2 separate regions of the Gossypium arboreum genome follow, and region 2 is linked to region 1. The links are chromatin contacts, called in public Hi-C maps. All regions are on one chromosome and are shown on one strand. The core of a region is the stretch at or near the end of the contact, and the rest is flanking DNA. Distances in the headings are between cores, read along the strand shown.

Region 1 (4,301 bases), core at 717-3,216:
GCTCTTGTCTACAAGTGGGGCATCGATTGTGTACCCTCGTTTTACAAGTTGAACAGAGAGTATGCCCATTGTGGCACTGTGAAAGCAAATTATAGAACACTTATCATAAGACTAGCATTCAAAGGCATGGAAAACTCTAATGTGCCAAAAAACCAATGGTTCAGAAAACAGGATACGGCGTTTGACATTTGAAATTAGAGAAACTGGCACAACTTTTGGGGCACTTTCAGAGTGAAGCATACAAATATGGTTTATCAGCATACACAACAGAGAGATGTACTTGGGCATAAACATAATCTACACATGCCAAAGTTCCTGCACCCAACCCGTAAAAGGGGGACAAAGAAAAGGCTGTCATGATCCTTAAGCATCATTGGTATACTTCAGCTGCTTATTTAACCAACTACCTATCCCATGCAGGCTAATGATATGTAAATGCACCCATAAGAAGGAAAAAGAAGAAATAAATATTCATAGATTTCACCTAAACTCAAATGATACTCCATCTCACCAACAACTGAGTTGTTGGGTGTAGTGATGAGGCACATTGTACTCCCAATCAGGGGCAAAGGGATGAGGGTGCAGGTAGGAGCCTTGGCCCCCCTAAAATGGAAAGTTGCTGCTTCAATCCCCAAAATTTATAAAATCCTAAGTTAATTTTATAAACACAATCTTACCAGCATTGTTTTATATTCTAGATGAAGCCACTATTCTATACTTTTATTGTGAAATCATGCAAATTTATAAACATATCCAAGTAAACTCTCATGGATTGTTACAAATGAATGAGAAGATAATAGTTTCCTCTCAATTTGCCATCTTAGCCACACTTTTTCTAAAACCTTTCCCAGCACAAACAGCTACAACATATCACCTTTGTTTACAAATTCCCTGCGCCTGAGCTGAAAGGCTGAATCAGCATTGGAAACCTTTGTCAAATATAATAAAAAGACATTCTAATGAGTATAGGTTAATGCTATAGGCAACACCAACTGGACTAAACTGAAAAAAAAAAAAAAAAAAAAGGTTTCATTTTCGACATTTACAATAATCAGACCATCTTCTTCTTCTTTGATACGTTAAAACAAACACAGAATTCAACCACGCATATGTGTATTGGTCTTCACATAACACCCCCAAAAAAAGTCAATTATATAAAGACAACCTAATCCCATCTGTAGTCCTAATTCTAACCCTAAAAGAGCACAAATCCAACACATAAAAATAAGCTATAAATTTGACTGAAAAAAATCCAAGAAAAAGAAACAGATTTAAACCATTCAAGCACTCCATAAGCATTCAAAAATATGTTCTCAATTTAGAAAAAGAAGAACCCATCAAGGGAAATGGAATTAAAAAGACTAACCTGATGAATAGGAGGGTACATACAATTGGTACAAACAGGGCATTCAAGGAGTTCATGGACACTAGTAGTGCTTGCATGAACAGCTGATGACAAGGTACTGTTGTTGCTGTTCCCATTGTTGCTGTGGGTCTTTGACAATGAAGAAGATAACTGATGATGATGGATCTCATCATCATCCATCACATCCGATGATGCCATACAATCAATACTATCTGATTCCATAAAAAAAGGGTATAACAAAGTTATCAAATTTGATCAGCTATGGGTACAAATTCCTTTTGGGAAAGATGGAAACTTTGGGTGATGGGTACAAAAATAACGTATTAATCTTTGGGGACTAAGTTAGTTTATGAGTAAATCGAAGAAGAAACAAGGAATGAAAATGGGGTATCAATTGGAAAACCAGATGAGTTGAATCAATACAGAGAAATCAATAAACTACTGTTTTTAATTTCTCTTCTCTCTGTATTCTTTTTCATAGGTTGCAGAGAAAGAGAGAGTTCACCGTCTAAAATTTTACGAGACAGTTGATCAACATCACGCGGCTCAAGGTCAAAGAGAGAACCACGGTTACTTACAATATGTATGTACATACGTGTATGTATATTTAAGATTTGTAAGGTGATGAGGTGGGAATTATTAGCGCAACATACAGACAGTGACCATGTTTCAATTAATTAAAACAATTTCTTTTATCTTCAAAAATAAATAAAATTCCTACATTTTACAAAAAATATATATATAAATTTTTGGCCCTAACCTTGGTAATTAGATTCACTTTGGCATATTTACCTTCTTTTTCTGTTAATTTTGATACTTGAACTTGACGTCTAAATTTATTTTGAGCCCTAAATTTAGATTTCATTAAGATTTAATGATGTGACCAGTATTCTTCGAACATGACTATATTGGTCGGTCGAACCGATTGGACCAAGAACCATCTATATACTATTCCAAATAAAGAGTTGAGCCGATTAAATTAGAAATTGCTTGAAACTCGTAAAATCTGAAAACTCAAACCAAAAACCAATAGTTAAACAAGTTTAATATTTTTTTTAATTTTATGAATTTTAATTAATTATTTAATTATTATAGGTTTAGCAATTGAACCGATCAAATCGATTAAATTAGGAACCAGTGGTCTAACAAGTTCAACCACTGTTTCAGTTATTAGAACGCTATACGTGACACTCTAAGATTGTACAATGTCTTGAAAATTTATATATTTTCAATTTTCAAGTGCTAATGTGGCATAATCTCAAAGTGTCGTATCATCAAACTTTTATATTTTTTAAGTTTAGGGATAAAAAATAATTTAATTGCCTAGTTCAGTTCAAGTACCAAATTGGATCTAGCTACCAAATTCAAGGGTCAAAATTTATATTATCTCAAATTTTATATAAAGAATCAATCAAACATGTCCTAAGTTCAAGTTTCATCATTTGAAGGTTTTTTCTACATTTATTAGTGATTTATTTATAGAAAAATAAAAGCACTCTTGTAACAATATTTATTAATTTTATTAAGAATATTTTAATATCTTTTTTCTAATTTAATTGGTATTTATAAGTTCGTGACTAGAGTTGTTCATGGGTTAAGCCGAGTCAAATAAAAAAATTAAGCCTGTTTTTTAAACCCGATTCGAAAAACGGACCTAAAATTTTATTCAAGCCCGACCTAGATAAAAAGCTAAAAACTAAATTCGGCCCGGCCCAACCCACACGTATTAAAATTTTTATATTATTTTTTATATAAAATAAATTTAAAAAATATAATACATCAAAAACATTAAAATAAATGTTTTCCAACCAGTGGAAAAAAGATTAAAAAATATACTTAAATAACATTAAGATAAGTGCAACTTAGCAAGCAAATACCTCTAAAATAGTAGCAAAATTAATAACAAAATAAGAGTTATACAATATTCAAACAATAACAACAAAATAGTAGCAATATAATATCGAAATAATAGCAAAACAATGAAAAACAGTAGCAACACAGTAAAAAACCAGCAGCAGTTTTTTTGCAAATTCGAGTTCGGTCAGGCTGGGCCAGGCTAAAAAAATCTTATCTGAGGCTTGGCCCGTTTATAAAGCGGGTCTTATTTTTTTTTCAAGTTTATTTTTTAGGCCTATATTTTTGTCCAAACCCTCTTACTTTTTGGGCAGGCCTTCGGGCTGGATGGCCCGGCCAATGGACAAGTCTATTTGTGACATCAACTTAATCAATGGCTTGATAATAATAGTGTAGATAAAAATTAAACCTATTTTTTAAAAAATTATATAAGTAAAAATTTGCTATTAATTATTGTACTATGTATAAATTGTGGATTTAATCCTTGTACTTAATTCAAGTGTTTTTATGCTTTTGTACTTTTTAAATGAAATTACGTGCTCAAATGATAGTAGTTAAATATATTATTTCAAATTTTGCTATTAGTCACGTAGAACACTTAAATTGTGGATTTAATCATTATTATAAATTTTGATATTTTTAATTCTTATACTTTTCGAGTTTTGAAATTGTTGGGAGTATGCTCAAAGACCAATCATATGATGATTGTAATGACATATTTTACCTAATTTATTAATAAAGATATTGTCATTATTGTTTTCAGATTTATTTACGTGTTTAAATAAACTCTATAATGATAATGTCCAAAGAATGATATGATCATTTTTAAATGTCTTTTGTCAAGTATTATTATGGATTTAAACAACAATAATACATTTAGGCTAATATGTGATTGATTGATGACAAGTGCTATAGATATGTGTTATCAAATCAACACATAAGTATATGTTAGAGAATAATATACTGGGCTGACTCGCCATGAGAATGTTTCTTGAATTATTATGTAATACTCATAACATTTCTTATAGTGGTAATTGCATGTTGATTCTTAGACTTGAGATCATCACTATTACAATATTGT
Region 2 (4,301 bases), core at 1,208-3,707, 190 kb after region 1:
TATTTTTTAAGATTTATAATACAATAATTTTTTTGTCATAACTATGCTCATACTTATAATCTAATTTTTATAACTTATATAAAAATAATTTTTAAAAATGGGGTTTTTGTATATTTACTCTAATTCTCAGGCTTTACCTAAGAATTGAAAGATGTAATTGGGTGCTCCATTTACATACAATTCGATAGGACCCATCAATTATAATAATTATCTAAATATATGACTATTATGTAATTATAAGTACCCAAATTCAATTATTACGTAGGTTTCATAACACTGCGTAAGAAATTTTATACATTGTGAGTTTGTGCCTTCAAAAGTTGGGTCTTCCATATTCTTTATATTTTGATAAAAAGAGGCCCAATTTTCATATTCGTTAAATCAAAACCCATATGCCTAGACCAGCCTATGCTCTCTATTTCCATCCATTTGGACTAAGAAAAAAACAATGTGAAATCTAAAATTGTTTTGATAATTGTTTATTCAAAAGTTAAAAATTGTTTTAATTTAATTCAACTATTTTTTTATTTTTTACTTAATTTAAAATCTTTTGATGTAAAAATAAATATTTTGTATTTAAAATATTAAAAATAACCATAACAATATTATATAAAATAAACATTTCTAAAATAAATTATTTTTATTTACTTGAAAACTTAATCTTTTAAAAATATTTATGAACTTTTTAAAAAATTTATCAAATAATGTTGAAAATTCATAAAATAAATTTTGTTTTATCAAAATAAAGTAAAAAAATTAGAATAAAAAATAGAAAATCGAACTAAAATAAGATGGTTCAGTATTTTAAAAATTCGACCAAATTGAATCGTACTCGTTTTACCATAAATATATTTTCGTATAATTAACCTCTTTAAAATTATTAAAATTAATCTTTTTGATTTATTTGCCAAAAATGAGCAAACATACTAGGGTTTACAAGCAAGTAAAAGACAATAACAGAACCAAAAAAAGCCCCCTCGTGAATATCCTCATCATTTTTTTTTTTTTTTTGTCATTTGAATCGGTATCAATTGGATTAAGAATAGTTCGGTATATCAATCTTGATATAGAGGTTAAGTCACTCTCTAAGTGAACTACTCACATCGGGTAAAAATTAAAAATTGAAACAAAAATAAAAAGTGGTTGAAACGGTTAAATCGTGTTTTCTTACTTTCTTTTATAATTATTTATTGTTAGACTAACGATTGAATTGAGAATCAACAGTTTGACTAATTCAACCACCAATCCGATTATTAAATATTGGTCAAAACAAGCAAACCAATAATTACAAACAACATATAGAATTTGTATGTATTTATTTGTGATAATGTAATTGAAAAAGGTGTAATTAATAGATAGTAATCATACATTCTTAGAATTGTAAAAGATTTTAATTTTTTAATCTTGTTTAAAAGTCATCATGGTTAATTGCCATGCGTAATTTTTTCAATTTTCAACCTTGAGATATGGATTGAAGCAAATAATTGAGGTGCTCAAATTACATTCTATTCAATAAGATCAACTAATTACAATAGCTACTAAACAATGTGACACAAATGTAATTGCTTATCTCGGTTACACCTAATGAGACTCACTAATTATTATAGTCATCCATGCATACATATAAATAAATTACAAATAGTTACACGTAAATTTATATACTAAATCAACTTTCCAAACATATGAATAAATACAAACAATATAATTAATTAAATTATTTGTTTGTAACACTTGCTAATATCCCTTTTAATATTTTTTTAAATCTAAACCAACCTTCTTTTTATAATTTTTAGGCACAAGTATCGTGGAGGTCTACTTATTAAGAGTCAGATTAGATTTTGTCATTACTTAAAAAAAATGGGATTATTATTCTGATCAAAGAGCAAATTGGTTCTTCTATGGAGGCCCTTGTACTAGTAGTTAGATTGCATTTTATCTCTTCTACTCAAAAAATGAGCAAATTAGTCTTTATACATTAAATCAAAGAGCAAACTAATTCTTTTGTTAAAAATTCTATTCATTTCTACTGTTAAAAATTGGTCCTTGTAAGTCAGAATAAGGTATACGTTGTATGCTACATGTAATTGTCTAGTTATTCTATCCGTCATGCTAGTTTTTAATAGTAAAAATTGATAAATTTTTTAATAGAAATGATAAATTTACTCTTTAATCAACATACAAAGAATAATTTACCCATTTTTTTAATAAAAAATAAAACAAAATCTGATTTATAATATAATAACTTTCATAAAATTTCACCAAAATTGCAAGGCACACCCTACCTCAAATATCTTAAAAAACCCTAGGGTTGGTATCTTAAATTTTTTTGTTGTGTGGGGGATCCCCTTCCATAAGAAAAATTGAGCACTAGGCCAAAGGCCAATCAAAAGAAACACAAAGTGAAATTGGTCTCCACATGGGGTGTACAATGGACATTCACCCCCAAAGAGCACACTTTGTCCCACACCAATCATCCATTTCCAGTAATATTATTATCTCCCTAAAAGCCTCTAAAATTTTCTCTAGTCAACCCTCTCTCTAATTATTTCTTTTTGGATTTTGGGTACTTTTTTAAAATTTAAAATTAATTCTTCTATTTTCAAAATTTTAAAATTTAAGTTAACTGATAATTTTTAAACTTTTTATTAAATTCAAAATATTCACGACGTCATTTTTTTAGTTACATAGTTATTAAATAAGTATTTTTTAATTTTAAAATATCACATCTAAAAATTTAATAAAAAATAATAATATTAACAATTAGATTTCAATTATGAAATTTAAAAAGTAAAATAACCAAAATTCTTAAAAATAAAATATTTTAACCAAAGAAAAATGAGAACAATTCATTAAGATTCTAGCAAGATACAATAGCTTTTCTTTTTCCACTTTATATAACTATACATTTAATTGATTTACTTAATTTAATCTAAAATTAACATATTCATAATTTTTTTACAATCAATATTTTAATGATTCAATAATTGAATTCATCAATATAATTAAACTTATTATGTACATAAAAATTTTAAATCAATCTAATATTTTGTTATATTAATATAATATAATGCCTTTTTCTAATATATCTTTGATGTCAAAATTTTTTACGTTAAAAATAATTAAATATCGTAAAAATTATAAGAATATGTAAAATTACTATAATTGATGCCATTGATTATTTAATTTATTTTTATAAGATAATTATGGATCTAATCTCTAATCCTAAAGGAATCTGCTGGATTAGATTGAAAAGATTATACAAGGTTAATGCATATATATATATATATATATATATATATATATATATATAAAAGAATAATTATCTTAGGCCTAAAGAGTTGCAAAGAGCCAATTTTTTTATTGGATTAATCAAATTTCAAGAATCAATATTACTGATCATAATACACAAATAATTAACATTAAAATTAATGATAATTTCTTTTCCTATAGTCAACATGTGCGAATTTACAAAGAATATTTCAATGCAGTATATATTTAGAATTTAATTCCTTTGCTTTTTGGATTGTTAATATTATCATCAACTTTTTATTATATGAGTACTAAGTCAGTTTTTTTTAATTTTAAAATGTCTTTTCAACTAATTTAACTCAAGAATTTTAATGGTGTTAACAATTGAACTTAAATTTAAAATTTGAAAAGTATATAGGAGATTAAATTCTTAAAAATAAAAGTAAAAAGACTAAATTTCAAATGTATGAAAAGTATATGGACTTGAACCATATTTTAACCAAATATATAAATAAAAATTTACGTTGTTATCACTGTTTCTTATTAAAGAGACAGCTTGAAATTTTTGACCAGCCATTATTTATTTATTCATTTTCGTCCTTCAACTAGAATATGATTTTTTTCCCCTTAATTTCTCTGCGGGGTTATTTTTTTTAATTTAATTTAGTCAAAAGAGTTGCTTATAATCTTGAAAAGATGCAAAGTTAGAATAAAATCTTCATCTTTAAGCTTAATTAAAATTTTGTTCTACAAACGTCAACTTGCCCCTCTCCTCTAATTATTATATAATAATGTTATGTATGCAGTATATATATGGATACTGTATAGCCTTGGTTGATTAAAATGAACGATCTAATAGTATTTTAAGTTATAATTCTATTTCTAATCGCTGTATTTTTTACACATTTGAAATTTAATCTCTCTAGTGTTAATTTTATTCATTTAATCACTCTATTATTTTGATTTAATAATTGAAGTTCAAATGATAGCATCGAAAAAAATTCATTAAACAGAATTGTGTGTGAAAATTTTAAAATAAAACAATAACATCG

What was found. Hi-C and Micro-C count contacts between places; a contact is called where the count stands out from the background.
Region 2: a Hi-C map of leaf shows a contact between it and region 1, with 2.4 times the contacts expected there. The contact joins the enhancer-like site here to the promoter of LOC108476700 in region 1. A contact is called at or near these places in 2 of 5 Hi-C or Micro-C datasets (both in leaf).

Annotation. Positions count from the first base shown.
Region 1 is chr12:91,067,171-91,071,471 of ASM2569848v2, forward strand. LOC108476700 (E3 ubiquitin-protein ligase SINAT3) reads right to left here and starts at 1,967. Exons shown (of 3, transcript XM_017778977.2): 1 at 1,367-1,967; 2 at 1-76. The coding sequence starts at 1,588.
Region 2 is chr12:91,256,969-91,261,269 of ASM2569848v2, forward strand. No RefSeq gene overlaps it. Among protein-coding and RNA genes, the nearest start is that of LOC108479627, 42 kb to the right of the region's middle. Within about 2 kb of position 2,458, at least 1 of the 2 cell types and tissues checked has an H3K27ac peak or open chromatin away from gene starts, as enhancers often do. A contact at or near this core is called in leaf, where this site is marked.